Regions from separate parts of the Mus musculus genome. Here all the other regions are linked to region 1. Evidence: chromatin contacts called from public ChIA-PET, Micro-C and promoter capture Hi-C data. All regions are on one chromosome and are shown on one strand. The core of a region is the stretch at or near the end of the contact, and the rest is flanking DNA. Distances in the headings are between cores, read along the strand shown.

What was found. Promoter capture Hi-C pulls out the DNA fragments that hold promoters and counts their contacts. Hi-C and Micro-C count contacts between places; a contact is called where the count stands out from the background. ChIA-PET counts read pairs in DNA pulled down with a chosen protein or histone mark.
Region 2: a contact with region 1 is called in a promoter capture Hi-C map of pre-B cells, with 2.6 times the contacts expected there. The contact joins the promoter of Ankrd13b here to the promoter of Ssh2 in region 1. A contact is called at or near these places in 20 of 39 promoter capture datasets (the 3T3-L1 cell line, 3T3-L1-derived adipocytes, the C10 cell line and 13 more), 1 of 15 datasets of contacts at CTCF or cohesin (large pre-B cells), 11 of 484 Hi-C or Micro-C datasets (the HL-1 cell line, the HPC-7 cell line, cortical neurons and 5 more), 21 of 115 datasets of contacts at active chromatin or transcription factors (the 230-238 cell line, the NIH/3T3 cell line, the SCID.adh cell line and 17 more) and 3 of 9 other capture datasets (adipose tissue, liver and macrophages).
Region 3: a Micro-C map of embryonic stem cells shows a contact between it and region 1, with 4 times the contacts expected there. The contact joins the promoter of Cpd here to the promoter of Ssh2 in region 1. A contact is called at or near these places in 3 of 484 Hi-C or Micro-C datasets (cardiomyocytes and embryonic stem cells) and 3 of 115 datasets of contacts at active chromatin or transcription factors (effector CD8 T cells, embryonic stem cells and pancreatic cancer cells).
Region 4: a Micro-C map of embryonic stem cells shows a contact between it and region 1, with 3 times the contacts expected there. The contact joins the promoter of Gosr1 here to the promoter of Ssh2 in region 1. A contact is called at or near these places in 1 of 39 promoter capture datasets (liver) and 1 of 484 Hi-C or Micro-C datasets (embryonic stem cells).
Region 5: a contact with region 1 is called in an RNA polymerase II ChIA-PET map of memory CD8 T cells, with 84 read pairs. The contact joins the promoter of Abhd15 here to the promoter of Ssh2 in region 1. A contact is called at or near these places in 6 of 39 promoter capture datasets (the 3T3-L1 cell line, 3T3-L1-derived adipocytes, the C10 cell line and 2 more), 1 of 15 datasets of contacts at CTCF or cohesin (large pre-B cells), 3 of 484 Hi-C or Micro-C datasets (CD4 T cells, the HL-1 cell line and embryonic stem cells), 5 of 115 datasets of contacts at active chromatin or transcription factors (craniofacial prominence, embryonic forebrain, forebrain and 2 more) and 3 of 9 other capture datasets (adipose tissue, liver and pancreatic islet).
Region 6: a contact with region 1 is called in a promoter capture Hi-C map of liver, with 2.7 times the contacts expected there. The contact joins the promoter of Blmh here to the promoter of Ssh2 in region 1. A contact is called at or near these places in 5 of 39 promoter capture datasets (hematopoietic stem and progenitor cells, hippocampal neurons, liver and 2 more), 2 of 484 Hi-C or Micro-C datasets (both in embryonic stem cells), 1 of 115 datasets of contacts at active chromatin or transcription factors (bone marrow-derived macrophages) and 1 of 9 other capture datasets (macrophages).

What each region holds. Positions count from the first base shown.
Region 1 is chr11:77,213,882-77,217,849 of GRCm38.p6, reverse strand. It overlaps Ssh2 (slingshot protein phosphatase 2), which reads right to left and starts at 1,425. Exons shown (of 15, transcript NM_177710.4): 1 at 1,335-1,425. The coding sequence starts at 1,397. It also overlaps a transcript of Efcab5 not described here.
Region 2 is chr11:77,488,193-77,491,975 of GRCm38.p6, reverse strand. It overlaps Ankrd13b (ankyrin repeat domain 13b), which reads left to right and starts at 1,934. Exons shown (of 15, transcript NM_001373882.1): 1 at 1,934-2,537. The coding sequence starts at 2,424.
Region 3 is chr11:76,844,406-76,848,337 of GRCm38.p6, reverse strand. Cpd (carboxypeptidase D) reads left to right here and starts at 1,330. Exons shown (of 21, transcript NM_007754.2): 1 at 1,330-2,114. The coding sequence starts at 1,372.
Region 4 is chr11:76,761,448-76,765,430 of GRCm38.p6, reverse strand. It overlaps Gosr1 (golgi SNAP receptor complex member 1), which reads left to right and starts at 1,853. Exons shown (of 9, transcript NM_016810.4): 1 at 1,853-1,911. The coding sequence starts at 1,881.
Region 5 is chr11:77,512,958-77,516,572 of GRCm38.p6, reverse strand. Abhd15 (abhydrolase domain containing 15) reads right to left here and starts at 1,456. Exons shown (of 2, transcript NM_026185.4): 1 at 521-1,456. The coding sequence starts at 1,374. It overlaps Trp53i13 (transformation related protein 53 inducible protein 13), which reads left to right and starts at 3,300. Exons shown (of 7, transcript NM_001024920.1): 1 at 3,300-3,413; 2 at 3,608-3,615. The coding sequence starts at 3,342.
Region 6 is chr11:76,943,801-76,947,738 of GRCm38.p6, reverse strand. It overlaps Blmh (bleomycin hydrolase), which reads right to left and starts at 2,083. Exons shown (of 12, transcript NM_178645.4): 1 at 1,846-2,083; 2 at 1,300-1,497. The coding sequence starts at 1,858.

The DNA.
Region 1 (3,968 bases), core at 176-2,675:
ACTTCTACCCACAGATTTCAGTTTTGTATCCTGTACCATCACAAGGTGAATAGAGTAATTTCTTGAATTAGGGTAGTCATACAAAAACACACAAGAAAACTCACAAAGGAAGAAACTACCACAATATGCAACAAAATTTTGAAATTCAGGAAACTATATTGAAATCACAAGGCAACATGCTTTCAAGATATCAAACTCCTATCTCAGTTAACAAATATTAATGACCCAACTTTCTTTCATACAGTGGAAAGTCATGGTGTTCACTGAATGCCTCTTTGCAACTTGACACTACTAAATCTAATGTTAAAACTACAATTCTATATGAAATAGTTCTTCAATTGCTCATATTTTCATCTAGATGCCTGTTTTTTTTTTAAGACCCATTTTACCACACTGGTGCAATGCTAACACATGCTAGCAGGTATTCACAAATATGAAGCCCGAGACTAGAGCTATAAAGGAGTCATGGTGGAGGTGAAGGCATAGAAAAGCCCAGCAGAAAAAAAAATGCTAATTGATGAGTGTTTTCCTTCTGGAAACATGCTTTAGCGACACAGCATTTGAAGTCATGAACCATCCAAGCACAACCCATGAGCAAGAACGATCATGAGCAATGAGTGGAAGGCATAAATGTCTATAAGATGGAAATGAATTGGCACTGGTTATCAAGCAGCACCAGAAGCTTTGGGTTCTCACTGAGAAAGGTAGAAGTCCAAGAAGCAGAGATCACTGCCATCTTTTAAGGGTGGGAAGAAACCAGGGAGTAACTACCACCGAGCAGTCCAATGAAGCCTAAACTGTACGGAGCACAAGAGAGATGCCAGGGACTAGAGAAAGGCACACACAGGGCGAGACGGAAGAAGGATGCGCAGTGCACTGACTGGGTCCCTGAAACGGTGTGCGTAAAGGATATGGGTGTGGGTCGGGGGTAACCTAGGAGCCCACCCTTCCTCTCCCTGCAACAGAGCAACAGAGGGTAAAAGAAGGGGGGAGGGTGAAAAGCAAGAATGACTCATAGCCGAAAGGAAGTGCTCAAGCCATGGGAAGCATGCTACGGGAGATTTCTGAGCCAGCGCTGTGAGGGACTGGGTGCTCCGGGTGATGGAGGTTGGGGAAAAAACAAACAAACAAACAAACAAACAAACAAAAAACCCCAACGTCTGGCAGTCGCTGCTGCTCGCCGGTAAGATGAGGGTGTGGGGGGTTCGCAGCAGCCTGAGTGCCAAGGCCTGGGAAGAGGCGCGGCGCGTGCGCAGTGGCGTTCGGCGGGACCCGCTGAGGCAAAGCGGAGCCGCAGTGACAGAAGCTGGGAGCTGCCGCCTGGAGGGACTCACCGAGGCGCAAGGGCTGGAGGTGGTGCTGGGGGTAGGCGACCGCTGGACCGTGACCAAAGCCATCTAGGTGCTGCTGGGTTGTTCCGGGCAGGGCATTCTCGTCCTGAGTGTGGGGGGCGGGAGGGTGACGGAGCCGGGATGGGGGACGATGGGTGAGGCGTAGGGACGAGGGAAACGGAGAGGGAGATGAAGCCGCGGGAACGGCCTCGGGCTCCGCACCCACCACCGGACTCTCTCGCCTACTGACGCGCCGAACGGGCGGCGGGCGGGCAGGCGGGCGGTTCGGCAGCTGCGGGGCACAATGAGCGCTCCCAGTGCGCAGGCGCCACCTGTCAGCAACCGCCTCTCCCCTCGGCGCGCGCCGCCGCGGCGGCGTAACCCTTAAGTTGCCGGAAGCGGGCGGGCAGGCTGCGTGCGCCGCGCCTCGGGCCGCCGTCCCCTCCCGGGTCAGCTCTCGAGCCCTACTGCTGCCCCTGCGGCTCTGTCTGTCCCCGCTGCGCGGCGTGGGGCGAGCTGGCCAAGGAGCCCTGGAAGGCAGCCAGCCAACCGAGGGTCCTGATCTGGGGGTGGGGGTCGGTGGGAGAGCCGCTAATCCTCACTCCAGAAAGACAACCATTTTATGAGTGGGGCGCGCAACCTTAGAGAAAAACTGAGGCGAAAATCCTGAGGCGAACACGTTTTCTAGTGGAAAAGGGCTCCGCAGGTGCTATAGACGCTTTCTCTGGGCTAGACCCGGGAGACCAGCCCTCCTGCTTGGACCTGGCCCTCAAGAGGGCTCCGTCTTAATGAGCTTCCCCACCCTCCTCATCATAAAGGGCCTCAGGGTTAACGACCAGACTTTTCCTAAGAAAGATTTTTCCCCCCGGTGGTAAACACTGGAAACTTCGTAGTAGCCTCAGGCTTCCTTCCTCTACAACCTGCCTAAAGTCAGTCACTGTACCTGAGATGCTGAGGGAAGGGGCGGGCACAGAGAGCTGGACCCTGAGTTGGAAAGCTCCAACCTGCTATTTTTTTTTTAAAACCTCTCAATTGCTTCCTACTGTGAAGATCTCCACTAAACAAAGATCTTTTGATCATTGAGCTTTTTTTCTTTCCCCCATAAATTTGACTATTTCATAAATGCAAGTGAAAATGTAGAATTAAAATATTTTAAAGGAAGACATTTCTAAATGGTAAACTGCCAACATCAACCAAGCATGTAATGGAAAAATCAAGACTAAAAAGAAAAGGAAAAGTCACGCAGTGCAACCCGTTGATATATTTACACAGAGATAGTTGAGGGGATGAACTGGTAAATACCACCATCCATATCAAAGCTGTAGAAAACACTCACTTATGGACTCCAGTTTCTAAAGCCCACCTCTTTCTGTTTGTCACTCAAACAATCTTGGATCTCATTGCTCCTTTTAAACTGATAGGGCTGTCATAAGCTCTTTCTGGTTGCTGTGTGGTTAAGTGACACAAGAACCCTCTATGCTGAGTCTTTGTTCTCTCCCTGGGGCCCTGTGGTTGAAGTAATTAGCAGGGAGGTTCCATCAAGAGTCACTGAGGGTCCCTGTACTGTGCCAGTCCTCTGTAGAGTGTAGTGCAGAAAAACCAGTTGGTAGGCTTTTGCCCCCTGGTGGTGATCAAGACTGCCTATGAGATGAGAATTGAAGAACTGTGGTTCACAGATGAGAAACAACGTTATCCCCAGAGCTCCAGAGTGAACAGGAAAGAGAAGGCAAGGTTCAGAAGTAAGAACTTTGAACCAAGACTTAAGAGACTAAACAAAAAACTATGTAGAGAGCCAAGATGAGAGCTAAATGTCCCCAAATAAATGTATTTATAAACCGAAAGAGAAGTATTGTCCAAATCAGTAATTCTCAGTATGTTGATTTTCCTACTGATATGTGGTTGACAACTTGGGTTTTCTTCTATATAGTGGCATACTCTAAAGAAATTCATCTGGAAAAGGAGACATTTAAGTCCATTAACCTTACAATGAGACCAAGCACTGCTGTGAGTCAGACCTAGCTTCTAGTTCCAGCTGTGTAAAACCTTATGCAAATGAGTTGAACTTTTTGAGCTGTAGTTCCTTATTCTCTATGATGAAACCCTAACTTACAGGACTTTCATAATCAAATGAGATAATGTATACAAATTAAAAGGTCCTACATGCAGTCAAGATAATTTTCTATTCTCTGAAGTGTATTCTGAGTTCATAAAGGCCTTGTTGAATGTATATTATGTACAGGAAATATCTTCAAGCAAAAGAAAAAAATGAGACATGGTCCATGCTTTTTCTAAACTGTAGGTTAATGGTCAAGATATATATCATCTGTAGTTAAGTATAGAACATTTTTGTTCAGCATGTCTAAGGTGATGAAATTGGGTTATAAAGTACTCAACTTGTACAGTTTGTATCAAGAAGTTGATTTATTATCATATAAAAGAAATGTATCTCAGTGGTATATTAGAAACTGATACTTGAAAATTATTGCTGCATATTATCTACTGAGAGAAAGAGAATGTTAATGTATGTTATATACTAGGTACTCTTTTGTTTTTCATTTGTGCATCTATGCATATGTGGTGGAAATGTGTGTGAGTGTAAAGATGTATGTGCCTGTGGATAAATGTGTAGAGGAAAAA
Region 2 (3,783 bases), core at 685-3,184, 270 kb before region 1:
GTCTGTAGGCTTGGTGGCCGCAGCAATGGAGGTGGGAAGCAGTCTAGCAGCTGAAACTGGGCGCGCAGCCCAGGAGCAGTGGCCGCCCGTTCACCCCGGATCGACCCCCAGCTATGGAATTTCATTTATTAAATGTCGAGGCAGCTGCTGGCAGCCCCGTCGCTTGGCTGCCTTTGTTTCTTCGCTGTGTGGGCGCGTCTGGAGCACGTGGCAGCCAGGGCGTTGAGACCAAAGGGAAAGCGACCTGGGCTTCGTGTGATAGCCGGCCATCTGGCAAAAGGGCAACCTAGCCTCTAAATGCATGCTGGCCTCTCTCCTTTCTTGGAATACAGGGCGTGCAGAGGAAGAATGATTCACGTCCCCCCACCCCGGCCACCCTATCTCCCTATTGGCTCAGGGACTGCCTGGGAGGGACCCTGGCTCACACAGTCCAAACTTTGTTGCAGAACCCCCAACCTCACCACAGCCAAGCTTTAGAGCTTGAAGATGGGGGAAGAAGGGTTTCTGGCTTCCCCGAAGATGTCATCATCCCAGGAACTGAACAGCTCAAATGGAATCATACACAAGGTTTTGAAAACGATTTAATGAGGAATTGTACAGGCATTCTCGCGGCCTCTCCTAGTTGCCCCTCCTTTCTCTAGCCCCCTCCTCAACTCGGGCTGCAATCACGACACTCTGCTGACCCCTGGCGGTGGAGGTGGGCTGCGGCTCTGGGCTGCAGAGACGCCTACCGGCTCCTCCCAGGCTGCAGAAAGGGGCGAGGCAGTCTACTCAGTCCTCCCGGGCCTGGCACCACTGGGTGTGCAGGAAGCAGGAGAGAAGAACACACAAAGAAACCCAAGAAGGGCGCAAGGAGTTTGCAAGCTTTTGCTGTCGCTTCCCACACAAACACTCTCTAGATTGTTGTTCTAAATCGGGTTGGCCAGGAATTCCTTATTTCTGCCTTGAGGTGGGCTCGAGGAAGGCAACATGTTCGCTCCTACCACCTGTCTCAGGCTGGTTGAAGGAGAGAGGGGCCGTTTTCAGGCAGTTCATACCCTTAGCTCATCCCATGAGGTAGTATCTGATCCCAGTTTAGAGGTGAGTGGGCCGAGAAACTCTGAAGGATAAGCAATTTGTTTAAGATCAAGCAATTGTTACGGTATTTAAATACAACTCTCTTGACATTTTCTCTCCCAAGGCATCTTGGTCCTTTTACCATTTGCAGGTGGCCGCCACAGAGGCCAATTTGACTTTGACCACACTCTCTGCAAGGGCTCCTTGTGGAAGCGCTTGTCTCTCTGCTCTTTCAGGAAGCAGGCAATCTGGACTCAGTCATTTTCCTTAGGCAGGGACCCACATGGGATGGAGGTGGGGAAATGCCACCTGCTGCTGTCTTTGCTCAACCTCATCCTGGTTCTTGCTGAGCCATGTAGGGGAAAGACTGTCTTCTTCGCCTCATTAGACATTCTCTTTTCCAACGTGATGTGTGGAAGCTGGGGTTTAATTTTCTGAGAGAGCAAAGATTTGAGAAATATTTCGATTCTCAGACCCCTGGCTGCTTCAGTGACCCTTGGTACTGATGCCCTGCATCTCTCTTAGGGTCACTCTTTAGTCACTATGAATCTAGATGCCTCTTTACCCTCCCTGGGACCCAAGCTCACTTCTGCAGGCCATAGACCCCCGACCCAACGCTTCAGGTCAGCCCTAAAAGCCTCCCCCATTTCCTTGCAAAAGGCAAAATGCCAAAGGGTGGAGGCGCCCCCAACCCACTTGGCATCCAAGTAAGGCCTCCGCTTCGGCCGGGTTTGACTCTCTGTCCACCCTTCCAGGAAATCAGTTCCAGACCATCTCTGGTCATCCGAAACGCACGGTTCTACCAGGCGGACTACAAGCCCCATGATGCTGCGGGGCCAAGCTGTAACTAACCCAGCACGGCGCACCCGGGTCCCCTCCTCTCTTCCCCGCATTCGCTTGTCCCTCACCGTCCGCTCGGGCTGAGGGCCGGGCTATGCGGCTTAGGGGAGCCGGAGGGTGCGGGCGCGCGTCCCTGCGGCGGCGGCGGCGGCGGCGACCCCGGGGCCGGCGCCCCGAGCGCCCCCGCTCCAGCTGCGGGTCCCTGCTCCCTCCGCCGAGAGGCGTCTTTGTGTGCGGGGGTGTGGGAGGGGAGGCGCGAGGCCGCGTGCCGCCGAGTGCCCGCTCCCTCCCAGGGCGGGTGGGGGCTGCTCCGCGCCTCCCGCCGCCGCCTCCCGAGGACGCCCGCCGCCCGCACCACGCCGGGCGCGCCGCCCCCGCCCGCCGCCGCCGCCGCCGCTCGCACATGCCCGAGCCGCAGCCCCGCGAGCAGACAGCTCCGGCCGTCCGCCCCGCGGCCCCGGGCCCGGGCTCCCGCGCCGTCCCTCCCCGCGGGCCGGGCGCCGCGGCCCCGGCATGAGGAGCGGGCGATGATCCCCGCCAACGCCTCCGCCAGGAAGGGGCCCGAGGGCAAGTACCCGCTGCACTACCTCGTGTGGCACAACCGCCACCGGGAGCTGGAGAAGGAGGTCCGCGCCGGCCAGGTAGGAGCGCCGTCGGGGACCATGGCCCCGCACGCCCGCGCGGCGTGGGGAGGGGGCGCGGCGCCGCCTGTCCCGCCTCCCCGGCTAGTTTGCAGCGCTTCTTTGTTTGCAGCTGCGGCTTTTGTGCTCGTTGACCTGAAGTGGGTGATGGCAGCAGCCCCCGCCTGCTTCTCTGGTTCCAGGACCGGTGGCCCACACGTGTTCCGGGCTCTCCGAGACTGGTGTGGAAGGACCCTGTGTTCTTCTCCGTTGGGGCTTGAAGGGATTCTAGGGAGGGGTTGTCGGTTCTGTCTGGGCTCCATGTGGTGGGAGAGTCCACCCCACTCGATCTAGACGCGACATGACATCCCGCGTGAATGTGCAGGGACGGGAAAGGCCTGCGTGGGGAGGGGGCCCACATAAGATCGGGGAACAAGCTGTGTTGCACCCTCGGGCATTCCAGCCCCACCCAGTGCCCTCTCACTTCCTGGTGAACCAGGTCTCTGTTTGTTTAGAGTGGACAGAGCCTATGGGTGCTTCAGATGCCAGCCCTGGCTTCGGAGCCAGGAGTGAGAAAGACCCTATTGGGATGCTCCGGAGGGCCTTGTCCAGGTGCTGAAAGGCGCTCTCCTGCCTCTTGGTGCTAGGGCCTACCTTCTCACCGTGGAGGAAGCCAGGGGGCCATAGGAAGGACTTGAGGTCCTGCACAGAACAGGGGTTCCCTGCTTTCTGCCAATCAGAGAAACCTGTGGGTCAGACAGCTTTGGGTTGGGCAGCGACTTCAAAGAAGCCGGGGAGCTAGAAGTGGCAGTGCATGCCTGTAGTCTCAGCACCGGGGAGGCAGAGGCAGGAGGATTGCCACAAGTGTAAGGTCAGAGGGTGGACTTCATGTTGCAGAGCAGCCAGGGCTACATAGTGAGACCCTGTATTTGAAAACCCAGGAAGCCTGGGGGATGATTTCTCGGTCATTCTTCAGGACAAAGGTGGGTGCAAAGTCACTAATAGTCCTCAATTGTGCCTTGCCACCCCAGCTGACAACTGGCAAAGCAGTGACGGTGCCAACATTACCCTCCACCCCCTCAGGCGAAGCAGTGGGCAGAGCTGGACCCAGGCTACCCTGGGTTGCTTAAAGATTCAAATTTGCAGGCTTGATTAGGGTCTGAAGCTTAGGGATTTTAGGTCCACTACAATCATGGTAGCTCAGTGTGAAGACCTGTGTAATTCCCAAGGGAAGGGGCCAAGGCTGGACATCAGACTGTGAAGCAGA
Region 3 (3,932 bases), core at 81-2,580, 370 kb after region 1:
AGCTTCTTGGTTGCCTTCTCCTCAGACTGAATGAGGTTTTCCTCAGGAATGTCCCCACAGATGTATTGCATTGTTCATCCCTGCATTGGATCTCTAACTATGCAAGCAATGCCTTGCTTCCCAGCTTCTAGCTTTGACAGACACCAATTACTCAATAAATACTCAGTAATCAGTGAATTCCACGGGCTCTATGAAGATTCAATTAGAGTTCAGAAACTCGAACCATCCAGCACCGAAAGAAGGGAATGATAATGGTTATCACAATTATGTCATTAGATGGGTTAGAATTTCACGCTTGATAAAAGGATTGCCAAACTTCAAATTTCTTCAAGCTAACGTGATTAAACTTTACTTGGAAGGTTAGGTTTTTCTGGACTTACCCAAATACCTTGGGGGAAGTACACTTGCCAAGCAGGTATTTCTAGACATGGCAAATCTATCTCTTAAAGACAGCATTCCAAAACTATAGCTATGGCTGTATAGAGGTGATCTAGATGCTCCTACTCAAAAGAAGTGTGAGAGGAGGGTAAGGTCACTAAAAAACGATATCTCCTCAGTGAGAGCAGAGACCAGCACACAAAGAAGATAGTTACAATCCAACACTTTTGAATGGCCAATTAAGACCACATTAAGACAGAGGGCGCCTACTATGGAAGTTTCCACTTAATAAAGGAGATACCTAGTCACGCGACAAATCAAAAATAGAATTGATTGCTTTATGAGGTGTCTCATTCTCTTCAACTGCATGTAGGCAGATGGGCTCAAGCCCAGGCAGAACCGATCAAGGGGGATGGGGGGGGGGCGGGGAGGAAGGTGCAAAGGAGATGGGACTAAGGAGGTCTTTGATTCTCCAAGGAGATTAAGATTCTTTCTAACTTCCTGATTTTCTCAAGAGTCCTTTAATCTTTGGAACCTTTCGATTCTTTTGATTACTGACTCTAAAGCATTAAAGCGTAGCTAAGAAATGCTGCAACGAAGAAGGGGGCTAGTAAAAGCTCTCAGAGAATTTCAGAGGAGAAGCCATAAAGAAGAGACTGAGCAAAAAACAAAACAAAACAAAACAAAACAAAACAAAACGAGAGAAGTAGAAGAGGAAATAGGGAGGCGGGAAGACAGAGGGTAGAACCTTAGTGGAGGAAAGGAAAGCGACTAAAGTCCCTAAGGACTGGAGTGGAGACACGCCCAGAGGGAAAATCGTCCGCTTTAAGGAAAGCCCCGCCCCCTAGAGTGACACCCAAGCATTCAAGGCTACGATTGGCTAAGGCTGGAAGGCGGGATGGGGTTGCTAGGCGCGGAGGGGATCCGGCGGGCTGCCGCCTCCCGGAGTGTGGAGCCGCTGGAGCGGAGCGGTATTAGCGGCGTTGCTGGAAGATGGCGAGCGGCCGGGATGAGCGGCCGCCCTGGCGGCTGGGACGCCTGCGTCTGCTGCCGCCGCCACCGCTGCTGCTGCTGCTGCTGCTACTGAGGAGCTCGGCCCAGGCGGCGCACATCAAGAAGGCTGAGGCGACCACGACAACCGTTGGCGGCTCCGAGGCGGCCGAGGGCCAGTTTGACCACTACTACCACGAAGCGGCGCTGGGCGAGGCGCTGGAAGCGGCGGCGGCCGCGGGGCCACCCGGCCTGGCGCGTCTCTTCAGCATCGGCAGCTCGGTGGAGGGCCGGCCGCTGTGGGTGCTGCGCCTCACAGCGGGCCTGGGGCCGCCGCCCACCGCCGCCGCGGGGCTGGACGCCGCGGGGCCGCTGCTGCCCGGCCGGCCGCAGGTGAAGCTGGTGGGTAACATGCACGGCGACGAGACGGTGTCACGCCAGGTGTTGGTCTACCTGGCCCGCGAGCTGGCGTCGGGCTACCGCCGCGGGGACCCGCGCCTGGTCCGCCTGCTCAACACCACCGACGTGTATTTGCTGCCCAGCCTGAACCCGGATGGCTTCGAACGTGCCCGCGAGGGTGACTGCGGCCTCGGCGACAGCGGCCCGCCTGGGACCAGCGGCCGTGACAACAGCCGAGGCCGCGACCTCAACCGCAGCTTCCCTGACCAGTTCAGCACCGGCGAGCCACCTTCCCTGGATGAGGTGCCGGAGGTGCGCGCCCTCATCGACTGGATCCGCAGGAACAAGTAAGCGTTGCCTGACTGCTTTCGGTCCCACGTGAGCCTTCGAGGCCAGGAGGCTTATTTTGACAGCCAGCAGGCGCCCAAACAGTGCTTGCCAGCCTAAGGGGTCGGGGGCAGTCGGTGTGGAGAGTGACACCCAGTAACTGGAACGGAGGCCAGGTTGCAGTACCTCTTCCTCTTGCTAACTGTAAAGAAGCCTGCTTGTGGCTGTCATTTGTGCAGGGCAAGCCGGGGGGCTTTTTCCCCCCTCCCATTCTATCCCTATTTTTGAAAGACCATCGTATATGAGCAACGGGTACGGATTTTAAGGATTCCTAAGTTAGCACCTTCATTATGTATGTAGCTAAGCTTGTCACTAGAAGCACTGTGGCAAGCACTTTCTGCGACTGCATTATGTCACTCGATGTTGACCACAACCGGGCGACCTAGACACCACTCATATCCTCTAGACACCACTGGTACTCTTGTTTTGCATACGGGGAAATTGAAGGGCAGACTGGTTGACTAACATCGGGGAATCTAAGCCTGGTTACTCAGTGCTCCACTGCCAGGGAGACAGAATGTAGTTCAGAAATAGCAAACGACACCCCCAGTCACTTCCTCTGCTACTGGATAGAAACCCATTCTCCTGCCTTTACTTCTGATTTTGCTTAGGGGAGTATGGAATAAGGGGAAACCCCCACAGATCAGAACTGCTTCATTTCTGATGCCAGCTGTACTCTTTCTTACTGCGGTAGTACAGCCAGACATTGACATCGGTAACATTTAAGCACCCTGTGGGGTTTTATATTTTTGGTTGTGAGCCTAGCCTTTAACGGGCTGAGCCAGCTCTCCAGCCCGCGTGGGGTTTTAAAAGGTAAAAAGTAGAAGTATGAGGACCTTCAAAACCTAGTATGTAACAAGAGCTGTTATAACTACATATGAGAGGTTTACTCAGTTAAAACTTGACAGAAACTGTGCCCCATGACAAAATGTGCATGAGCTGCAAACATATCTCTTGGAGAGGGGCTATGATCTAACTCTTCAGAGATGAATAGTAAGAGGAAGGAGGAATGGAGGAAGATGGTACTTACTCCAGATAGAGTCTTCTTGTCTGAAGTAAACCTGTACCTCTTTCCTTTCTAGAGCACCAGCTGTGCCAGCATATTCCCTATGTGTATCTTCGTAAGGCTTTTGAGGGCGGTAGTTGGGATCTTTGTATCATGAGTTGAAGGTTTTTTTGACTGGCAGATGAGCTGAAGGTAAAGATGAAGAAAGACGTTTCTCTGTGAGACTTGGAATCATTTCTTATGTAGCCCAGACTGGCTACAGACAGGCTATGTAGCCAGGTATGACCTGAGCTCCTGATCTTCCTACTTTTGCCGTAGCTGAGATTACAGGCATGTGCCACCAGCCTTGCTTTATGCCGTGCCTGGGGTTGAACCCAGGGCATCATGCATGCTAACAAGTACTGTACCAACTGAGCTACATACAGCCCTCCTGAAGTGATGTCTTTTGTAAGATGTCAGTCATATATTATGAAATCTAGAAAATTGTGGACATTATGATCGTTCCAGATGGTTTTAGTCATCTGCCTTTGACTTTACTAGTGTGTAGAAGGTCCCCTGTAGATGCTTATCCTGTTTAGATGTTGTAGGACAGTTTCCTCTCCCTGACCATGTTAGACTTCTGAACATCTGCACAAGTTTGATTTTGATATGGCCCTTAAACTGTCAGGTGCTACGACAAGCAGGCCTTTTTATTTTACTTTTCGTTGTTGTTTTGAAACAGGGTCTCACTATATAGACTTGGCTGGCCTGAAATTCACCAGGTAGACCGGGT
Region 4 (3,983 bases), core at 604-3,103, 450 kb after region 1:
ACATAGCCCTGGCTGTCCTGGAACTCACTGTGTAAACCGGACCATCTCAAACTCACAGAAATCCACTTGCCTTTGCCTCCCAAGGGCTGGAATTAAAGGAGCACGCCACCACACCCAGCTATAAACAATCGTGTGACCAATGGTTTTAAAAAGCATCAGCAGGGAACAGTCTCCACAAAGAAAAGAAGAAGTGAGTGCAAAAGACCTGAAAAAGTCAATGATGGGAATAAGCTCACCAGATAGGTTCAGCAGCAACCTGCAGCGGGCAGGGAAACACCCGCTAGTCTGTCAATCACCCTGCAGGCAGAATAGAAGATGTTCTCCAAACAGAACAATGGGAAATCGAGTTTAAGAAATGCATAGCCAGGGACCTGGGGAGATGGCCCAGTGTCCTGAACAAAGAATGATCTGCAATCGCTGTGCTATTTTCAAGCAAGTTTGGTTTTTAGGTATACAGCAAACAGAAATGAAAGAAAGAGACAGCAAGCAGGAGGTAGTAGTTCATGAGATCAGACACTTACGTCATCCAGCAGAAAGCAACGGAGGAGACCTGGAGAGCAAAAACCAGCTAGTTGGAGCCTCTCTCTGACCCACAAAAAGGGTTCCAGGAAGAACGGCTTCTCTTAGGTAAGATGTCCAATGAACCATTCCCACCGTGGGCATCTTTATGTCAGGAAGGTCAGAGGGAATGATCAGCTGTGATCAAGGACACGGTGTGTTAACTCAGATACTCTCCTTCTGTCCTCCCGGACCTGGTATTTTTTACTCTTTGGGCCATTTTGCTACACTATTGCTTTCTCACAGAGCCAGCCAGGTAGCCCATCCCCAGCCAGGGGGTCTCTGGGACAATTTACAAGAAATATGCTTGGGTATTAAGTATGTGTGTGACTGGGGCACGGGGTGACAACCCTATGTCCACAACCAGCTTTTCAATGGACTTAAACAACACATAACAATTTATTACTATAATGCATATTATACTCAGCCAGTAAATTGCTTGGCATGCATGCATTAGGATGTGAGTTCAGATCCCTAGGACAAACATGAAAAGGCCAGGCGTGTCATCATATGTCTGTAATCCCAGCACTGGGAAAGCCAAAACTGGGGCTGGATAGCCAGCTAGTCTAACGACATCAGTGAGCTTCAGGCTGTGGGCACATGGAAGCTGTTAGCAAGGGACAGAGGACTGATGCTCTGCTGTAGACATAGGGAAGTCAACCAGGGAAGGAACTTTACATACTGGACAGTGGAAGATGGGCAGGAAAAGAACCACTGGCTCTGAGAAAGGAAAATGCTGATTGAAGGTACTTTTTCTTTTTCTTTTTCTTTTTCTTCTTGAGACATTTATCCCCACCTAGCCTTGAACTCTCTATGTAGCTGAGGATGACCTTGAACTTCTGGTCTTTTTATCCCCACATTCTGAGTACTAGGATTAAAGGCATATACTACCATGTTCTGTTTATGGAATGCTGGGGGTCGAACCCAGACCCTCTTACATTCAGGCAAGGCACCTGCCCCATTAAGCTTGACACCACCACCACCACCCCCCCACCTCCGGTCCCAAGACATCCTATTTAAGGGGAGATAATGGAAATTGTGTCTCTCCTCTAAGTCACCCGCTGAAAAGAACAATCCGAGATGAAGAAATTGAAGACTGAAGACTGAAAAGATGTGGTATGAACACCCAGAACAGCTAAACGACGCTTTCAAACGAGCTACTTAAAGCTGTAAAATAACGAATTGTCCACCAGGTGGCAGTGTCTAAGGAGGCTAGCGTATCCCATCAGCCTCGGCGCTCGGGGGTGGAAGAAGGCGTGGAGGTGACTCTCTGGCCTTCAAGGCCTCTACTCGCCTGTCCCGACTGACGTTGGGCAACAAAGATGGCGGCAGGAACCAGCAATTACTGGGAAGGTGAGGGCAAGGCCTCGGAGTGGGTTCCACCGGGTGCAGAGTGAACTTAATGAGGCTGGATCTTGAGGGAGGCAGCAGAGGGAAGAGCCAGGCTACGGAATGAGCCACACTTTGGGATGAGGTTGTCCAAGAGGAGCCCTGGGCCTGGGAACTTGGGGAAGGAGCTGGGGCGGAGTGAGCCGGACCTGGGAAGGGGTTGGGTCCGGGAGTGGAGGGAGCCGGGATGGAGAGGAAGAGGCGCCTGAGGCTCCAGATGGAAGTGTGTGAGGGGTAGTGAGGCTCTCCGGATGGGGCTGCGGGGACGAGCTCTTGGGAGGAGGGTGTTGAGCAACAATATCCAGAGCCCGGAAGACGAGCAGTCAGAACCTTGGAGTTGAGGTCACTGTCAGACAACTAGGAGTGAGGAGGGACTTGTCAGCGCCAGCCTTGCAGGGATATTTTAGTGGATGGTCGTCTCCTCCTGGACCCCAACTGGCAATTTGAGATTGAGACTTTAATGACGACTGGGTGACAGAATACTGAAAATAACTGTACCTTCTTCCCTGGACTCCAAGATCGGTTTTGTTAAAAATGATAGCAAAAAAAGGTTCTAATGAATACGTTTGCTGTTCGTCTCCCGCCAGGAAAACCTTCAGTTGTGCTTATTTAATTCCTGAAAGTCTGGTCCACTCAAGTGAGGTCACACAAAACCTTCCTAGTCCACAGTGATCCACAGAGATCAGAAATGGCCCACTTTGTTTCATTTAACCTTTTGCTTATTTAGTTTTTAAGCCTATTTCCTCTTTTTGTCCCATGAAGCCCCTGGGAAATATGGTATTGTCACCATCAGCCAGTAGATCTAAGGGACTGAATTTTATGTTCTGTCATGTTTTCAAAATACATTCTACTTTATGCTTTTCATTAGACTAAATAGATAAATAGAATTACAGAGAAACATGCCTATAGTTTAAAATGTGTATTTAAAATGCCCTTTGGAAATACTTGTCGTAGCTAGAATTTCTTTTTAAACTATGTAGATAGGAGTAGCTGCTATGATAGTCATTATTGATAGTCATTAGGCTGTGGGTTTTTGAAACACTATACTGTAATAATTAAAGCAATTAATATATTGACAATATATCTTTGTACCAGATGCTTTAAGCATGTATAGAAAAACTGAAAGCTTGAGGTTTTTAAATGAACTGGATCATCAGTAAATCTCAAAGACAATAGGTGGCTGAGCTGACGTTAGGAGTGGGATTTGGTCTCTGGGTAGATACACTCCACCATATAATTCTGCTTCCTGCCTTGGATTGCAAAATATAATGACACAGTGTCTTGATATTCTTTAGTCCTGAGACATTCTTACATTATTCCTTCCTGTGTTTACTCCTTTCATTTGAATTTCACCATGAACACACACACACACATACACATATATGCATGCATACATACATACATACGTACGTATGTACATACATATTGGGTTTCCAAGTATGGCTCCTTTCATTCAGCCGTTCAGAAACCAAGCTTCTACACCAGTTTATCTGTTTGCTTCTACTTTTAAAACATATGCTTTAAAAAAAAAAAAAAACCTGTCACATTTGTCTTGTTCAAAGTGTACTCTTTGTTTTTACCTGATACCCCCCCAATTTTTTTTTTTTTATTAATTTGCTTTTGCTTTTTCCTTGTGTTTAATTGCTGAGGTATTTTGCCTGTTTGAAAAACGAAAAGGCAAGACCCAAACTCCTAACAGAGTTTTGAAACAAAGAAAACTGTGTCAAAAAGAATGCTAGCTTCTTAGAAAGCTATCTGGTAAACTGATGTGAGGGTTATAGACCATCTTCATTTCTCCGTGATTTATATTCTCCCCTTGTTGCCCTTTAAGTTACAGCAGTTGGTTGTTGCTATGAGAGCATTCTCAGGGATGCTATGGCACTGGCTGTCAAGCTGTCTTTGAAAGAAAAGGGACAGGTTGTGTGTCTCCCACAACTGCCTCCCTCATGGCTCCCATCTGAACTTTAAATACTTGACCAATTTATTTTCTTAGACATGCCTTTGGTTTCTGAGTAACTAGATCAGAGATCAATATG
Region 5 (3,615 bases), core at 207-2,706, 300 kb before region 1:
GTCTGGAGTTCAGGGACACACACCCTCAGCTGTGCAGCCAGAGTTGTATGAGACCTTGACTCAGAAAGAACAAACACAGGAATAAGTGTTGTGTACTCACCTAGAAATATGTAAAACATCTGTCAGATTGAAGGATTTAAAAAAACCAAAGACTGTACATCTCTCATTCCTGCCACCTCCTGGCTCAGAGCCTGAAGGTAAATATTCTGGACAGATAATCGGCCGCAATTGCTTCCAGAGCCCTGTTTGTTGACCTATCTAGCTATGGACTAAGTGGTAAATGCCAGGTGCAGGCCTCTGCTGACCACCGGTTGCTAGGACACCTGCGACTGAGATGAACTGATGGGGCCCTAACGGAGGCCCTGGGGCTAATATGGCTTTGAAACCCACTTTCCTGGCTCTATGTCAATTATAGGGTTTGAACAGCTTTGGAAACCTCGTGAGAACTTTGCCCCAACCTACCCACAAAGCTCTGTTCCCATACCAGGCAGAGCTGTAGACTTCTGTTCCCGTTACCCACCTGCTGAGAGAGATTTTCTGGTGCAGCAAGAACCCACGTTCATAGGGCCAAGGCAAGCCAGCCTCGAACCACTCGCGACAGCGTAGCACTGGCGAGATGCAGGCGGCGCCAGTCACATAGCTGGAGGAGCCACACTCCCCCAAGTAGGACAGCAGCAGCGCGGACCCTGAACCCTCGCTCACCGCGAACAGGGGGGCCGCCGGGTGTCGGAAGCGAATGTAAGTCACCGCCTCCTTGAGGTCGGACGGGTCCCCGAAAGGCTGTAGTCTGGGGCTGACTAGCGGGCAACCGTGGTGGCCGCGGCGATGGAAGATGACCGGGTAGTAGCCGCGCTCCAGGGCGAGCAGGCAGAGCCCCAGTACATTGCGAGTGAGGCGTCCCCATGCATTGGGGATTACCAACAGCACTGGAGGGAGGCTCCCAGGGTTGGTGACCCGGCGGCCCCTGGCACAAGGTCCTATGACCCAATCCAGAGCCACCAGCCCATCATCTGCCAGCTGCAGGTACTCACGGGCTAGCTCAGGCCCGGGCCCGACTGGCAGGATGAAGTGGCAGAAGGTTTGCAGGTGGGGTCCCGACAGCCAGGAGCGGGGGCTGGGTTCCAGCGCCGCCGAGCGTCGCAGAGCGCGCAGCAGGCACTGGGCCAGCGCCGACGGCTTGCAAATGAGGCTGCAGCCTCCGGGGAGCGCTTCGCGCCGGTCGCTGAACTGATCCGCGGGGCCTCCGCTCGCCACCTCCTGCTCCTCGTGGTCCCGGACTGAGGTTCGCGCTCCGACAGCGCGCTTCCAGGGTCGCAGGAGGAGCAAGGCGAGCGCCGCCAGTAGCAGCGCTAGAGCGGCCGCCCACGGAGGCATGGCCTGGCAGGACAGTCCCCGGAGGGAGGCACTGGGCTGCGGGGAGCGGAGCTGTCCTCTCGTCGGGCTCCTCGTTCTGTCCGCGCGGCTCCGCCCGGCCGCCCGTGGCTGTCAAGAGTCCTCCCAAGCAGGAGGGCGCGCGCGCTCCGGATTGGTCGTGGTCAGGAGGAGACAGCCAGTTCGGGTCGAGCTCCCCTCGCCCGCCCCCCCACTCCCGCCCCCAGCCCTTTGTACAGCGATTGCGACAAGCTGGAGCAGAGGGTGAAAGAGAGCCGGGCCACAAAGCGGGAGCGAGGACCTGAGGGCCAACCAGAGAGAGCGGAACAAGGAGTGCTAGGAAAGGATTGGGGAGGGGGTGAGGCTGGAGGCCTGGGTGAACGGGAGGTGCCTGCTTCTACCCTTGCCCTCAATGAAGTCTGGCTCCAGGGGAGACCCTGGGTCACTGCACCCTCAGGATCCGCTATTGAGGAGTAGCAAAAAAGCAAGAAGGGAGCAAAGCGCTGATCCCTCGCTGGCTTCACTTTCCCCACTCGCTGCTGCCTTTGCAGCTAGAGACGTGTTATCTCTCTCTCCTTCGCCTGGCCCTGCCGCCCAGCCAGGACCAGCAACTGGGCGATAACTCAGTAGGGCTGGGACTCTGCACCTGGCCAGAGGCAGACTGAAGCATCTGACCCTGACCACGAGTTTGAGGGAGGTGGCTGTCGTTTCTCTGGAGGGCATCCGGGCACTAGCCGGTAGACACTTGTGGCCTTCCCAGCCCACCCCCAAGGACGCTTTCCAAGAGTTAGGCGTCTCCACTACTTATCAAGAAGGACTGTAGGAAAGGAAAGAGGCTCGAGTCTGGCCGAATATGTTGAGGGAGAGGATTAAGGGATGCTTAGCCCCGCGGTGGGGCTTTGGTAGAGAGAAGTGTGGTTCTTTAGGTCAGATCAACATCTGGTCATTTCTGCAGGGGTGGGTGAAATAAGTCCGGGCACATGGGAGAGGCCTGAAATAACTATTTTTTGATGTATTTCAAACCTAAAAAGATTTGTTTAGGGGTGTGTGTATGTGTGTGTGTCTAGGTCAGAGGACAATCTGTGGGAATCAGGTCCCTCCTTCAATCACTTAGGTCCACAGATTAAACTCTGGTCGTCAGGCTGGCGGCCAGCACCGTTTCCCACTGAGCCATCTCGCAGGCCTGTTTCAAACTTTTGATTGGGCGTCAATCCTTAGCTGGATTTCCTTTGCAGCGCTCCCTTGCAAGGGAGGCCGAGCTGAGCACTGTAGCTCCTCGGACCAGTGTTTCCTTGGGCAAAGGAGAGCGGGAATCAAGAAAGCTCTGGCTTCTTAAGGCTTCTGGGCCTAAGACCCTCCCAAAACAGCTCGGGGCTCAGTTCTTATTATTAGCGAGAGCAGGACTGGAGCAACGTGAAGGTGAAGCGCTAGAGCCGGGACCTTCTCTCTGGGACAGCTAGGATTTCATAATTCCGTGTTGAGCGGGTTTGCCAAAAGAGCACACAAGTCTCCACCTGGGTCACCCGGTCCTTAAGGATCTCACTTCCTGCCCTTTGCGGGGTTCCAAGATTCTACTCAGGCGATACAGTTGCGCTCTGATGGTCGCACAAACGCTCCGGGACGCATCTCGGCCGAGGGAGGTGGTTCCATGGGCTTGGAGACCAGGAGATCCTTGGCGACTAACTTTTCCGGCTTTGGGTTCAGGACGCGTGCGCCGGCCTGGAGGCGGGCAGGGGCGGGCCTGGCGGTAGGCGGGGCGGGGCGGGGGCGGGCCTGGCGGTAGGCGAGGCGGGGCGGGGCGGGGGCGGGCCTGGCGGTAGGGGGGGCGGGGCACGAGGCCGGGCGAGGAGGGAGCAAGGCAGTGCGCGAGCCGCGGTCTACGTGGGCGCGCGAGCGGCGCGGGGTCGCGGGCGCGCGCGAGCGAGTGGCGCTGCAGCTAGTTGGTTGGCGGGACTGCTGGCCCAGCTGAAATGGTTCATCCTCCTCCACCTCCGCCCCGGTTGCTTCTGGTAGCCCTGGTGGGGCTCCTGAGCCTTCGCGAGGTAAGGCGACCGGCTCCGGGTAAGGTCTTGGCCGGGGGAATCTCAAAGCGCTTTGCTTCAACTTTGTCCTGGAAAGAGTGGCGCGCGCGAGGGGATTCGGAGGCCCCTCCATCCGTCCGCGCCTCTACTCCTAGAACCGAAAGGGCGGGGCCCTCGCAGAGGCCAACGCCCAGCTCTTCGCCTTGGACCCACAGGTGGTGGC
Region 6 (3,938 bases), core at 834-3,333, 270 kb after region 1:
TAGAGTAATTTTTGTTTTAGGCTTATCTGTACACTGCCTCTCTCCTGCACACCATTCCTATTTCTGCTACTTCTTGGTGAGCTATTTAGATGAATATTTCACAGAAGTATATTACATCACCCATGTACTATGCTCATGTTCTACTAGTATTTGGAGTAACATGATCTATCACATAAGACCACCTGCCCGATTCCAGATTAACATTTCCAAGCTTACCCTAAGAGACTGCGATCAGGCCATGTTAAGATTATTGTGACATATTAACTAGATCATCTGACAGACCACACATCCCAAGTCCTTCTGAATGAAGGCCTGTGAGTGCTAAGTAAGAACTTTCTGCTACATAATAAGATTATTGCAAGGTCATAATTTTTTTCCTTTAAAATTTAAAAATCAAATTTTCTATGGTATAATTGACTCACAGCAAAATAATACCCATGTTAAATGTATCCTTTGAGCTTTGAATTGCCTTAAGTAGCAATAACATATTTTCTGTCAATACACATAGACTTGGAGTAGTTTCCAAATAAGGGGAAAAAAAATGCAAGGTCCCTTTGGTTCAATTTTTTTGAGACTATTTCTCCTGTTTGGATTCCTAGATAACCAATCTCTCAGTGTAGATGTATTTTCAACAGTTGTAACTGGACAGCAGACAGCAAAACAACAATTCTCAGCCAGCAAGGAATGAGAACTCAAAATACTACAAAGTAACTACTGACAGGAACTATGAGAATAGCAACTCCAGCTGCAACCACAGAGCATATTTAAAAATAGCCGGTTACAATCTGTTGTAATCACTTTATGTTTTTTTCTATTTTATACATTTGGACTTTAGGGCAATTCTGGGACATCTCCTATGGTATGGATATTTTTCCATTAATTATTAATTATTTGGCACAGGCCAAATCTGTTAGTACATAGCTCATCTTTTGCTTTAGGTTTATCTGTCTGCAACTTGATAAGCTGTTTCTCTCTTCTGCTACTTCTAGATGAACTGTTAAGATTAAAACTGCACGAGAACAAACCGCACACATCCAACATCACATAATATCAAAACATGATGATATGCATTCAAAGACCACCATCTGTCACGTTAGGAAACAAACTAAATGCTAATAGGCCACAGAACACTGAAGCCACCACACAGGTGATGTTCTTGGGCCTGCCCTTTTCTAGTGCCTATTCTCTGGCTTACTACAAGTTCTGTCAATGCTACAAAGCTCTGTTATCCCAGGGCCATTTTTAGGACAACAAAATGTGCTGCTGTCAATAAAGTAGGCAAGAAGTCGTAGACCTCACCAGAGCTCTTCTGGTTGGTGACTGGCTTGCCTTCCTGAGGCACAACGTGTTGAAACACATGCTGAGCACCCTGGACCGTGGCCCTCCTCAGACATATGTCCAGCAGATCGTGGGTGGTCCCGACATTCTGGGCAAGTACGAACTGAGGGTCAGAATTTAGTTTCTGGATCAAAGCAGATACCTTCTCCGAATTTAGTCCTGTGGGAAGATCAAACGCCATTATAATTATATCCCCTCCCAAAGAGGCTGACGGGGACAGCTTTAGGATAGGGTCACCGTAGATCCTAGATTTAACTTCGCAAGAGCATCCTGCAGAGTGCTGTACCAGAAAGCCCTCTCCCGGCATCCTCCCCGCGTGATGTCGTCTCTCTCCTGGTGCTCTCCCACCCTCCCGGAGGGCTACATCCCGGCCCTCGCCTAGGTCCGTCCCCCCCTCCCCACCCACCCCCATCCCATCCCACGGCCTTTCACGCCGCCGGGCCTCACGGGTCCGCCGAGCCCGGGAGAGGACCCGGGAAAACACTCGTGGTACCAGCGGTGCCTCACCTGCGTTGTTCATGGCGCCCAAACTGCTTCGTGGAGGAAACGTTAGTTTTCAGGGTTTTCAGGTGAGCTCTGGGGTTACACTACAGTCCGCTGCCTAGCTGGCCGGACCTGGTTCTCGCACCCTAAGCGCCGGAAGAAGGAAACCCGCTCAATGGTGGCCGAGAGAAACGGGGTCCGCGGAGGGACAAAACTCCCCCCTCGCGTTGCTGAGTCAGCGCCATCGGGGCTAGCCCCGCCCGGGGGAGGGCCGACAGGGGCGGCCTTTCAGACTCTGGGGCCCGCACCTCGGCCCGGGAGCGGCAGGGCGAAGCCACCCACGATTGCAGCCCCCACTGCCAGCATTGCTCACTCTTCGCCTCGGCTGCGCCCTCCGCCATCTGTGATCCCTCTTCCTGGCTTCAAGGGCGCCCTCCCGGGATCCCAAGCTCCTAGAGGAAGGAGGCTGAGGGTTCCGTGCTGATGAACCCAGATCCCTCACTGTCTAGCATTGGGGAAACTGACGCTTAGAACTCCTTTGAGAAGCCAGAGGAGGTTTTGTGAAGTGAAAAGGAAGTAAGGGACCCAAAATTAGCCATGGGACGGCAGATCTCAAGAAATCCACCCAAAGGCTTTTCCTGTAGGCACTTAGCTGACCAATCTGTTCATCTTTTTCAATTGCAACTTGTTGCTTAGAGTCTAGTGAGAACAAAGTTCTTGTATTTGAAAGGATTTTGGAACCAATCTCTTTCCCACCCACCCATAAGCTACTACCACGGTTCTACAAATACACATCTGCTCATTTCATCTACACATTCTGGGCTTCGCAAGGCTCATGAGTGGTTCCTATTGAGCCCAGCTTGGGCTAAGGAGAATGATTACGTCAATTTTATGCTTTTTTTTTTTTTTTTTTTTTTGCTAATATCTACAAAACCTGTAAATCACACACACACACACACACACACACACACACACACAGAGTCTTCGAGATAATTAATCAGTTTTTCAAGACGGGGCGGGAGAGTCCACTGCATAATAAAATAAGTACAAATGCACACTGTAGCCTTACTATTCAGATTTTCCATGGAGCCTAAAACCTAAGTCTTAAATTGAAAATCACCCATGGTTCAGAGGAATTCTGATGTCTGGAAAGTGCCACATGCAGACAGCCATCTGTCACTTGAGAATTCAGTCTCTGTGTCCCTGAGAGACTTAGCTAAAGACCTGCAATTCGACATAGCAACCATCTCCAAGGGAGCCCATCAACTACCCTATCCTGTGGGGCTTTTTTTTTTATTTTTTCCATTTTCTGAAGAAAAAAGAAACAAGCTACAACTCATGCTGAAAGAAATCATGGGCCCTTTCACCAAATAAATAAATAAATAAACAAACAAATAAATAAACAATAAAAATGATGTTCAAACTTCCTGCCCAATTGGACTCAGCCCAAAGAATAAAATTGTATTCAACATTTGTGGTGTAACAGGTCCTCAGCAAGTTTCTGCTGATATAAAAAAAATTAAAAACTTTAATCTTGTCATCAAGAGACTCATGATGTGGGACTGGGAGATAGCCCAGCAGATAAAAGCACTTGCTGATGATCTTCCAGGGGACCCAAGTTCGGGTCCCAACACTCAAGTCAGAAAACTGTAAGTCCAGTTCCAATGGGTCCAGCCAACACTTCCTTCTGGCTACCATGGGCACTCATCCCATGTGCACACCTATACACAGAGACATACACATTCAAAACAATTAACGTGGGAAAGACATGCAACAGAACCTATGCTATCTCACAGTAGTGCTATATAAGTAGTAGCTAGCAGTGAGAGCCAGACGCTAGAAAAACAGAGGTGATAAGGCTGGGCTCAAGAGTAGAACACTTGCTTAGCGTGCACAAGGACCCTGGATTTAGCCCCCAGCCCCACAAAAAGAAAAGGGGGACAGGTGGTGATAACTTTGAAGAGTGAATGGAATTTTACGAGACAAAGAGTGAGAGAGAGGGCACTCAAGGTAACAGCAAAGGCAGGAGGCGTGGGAGCGCATGACAAGATCAGCTGTAAGCCTCCCTGCGCCACAATTTGATGTGGTTCAAAGCAAGAACTGGGATGAGATCAGAG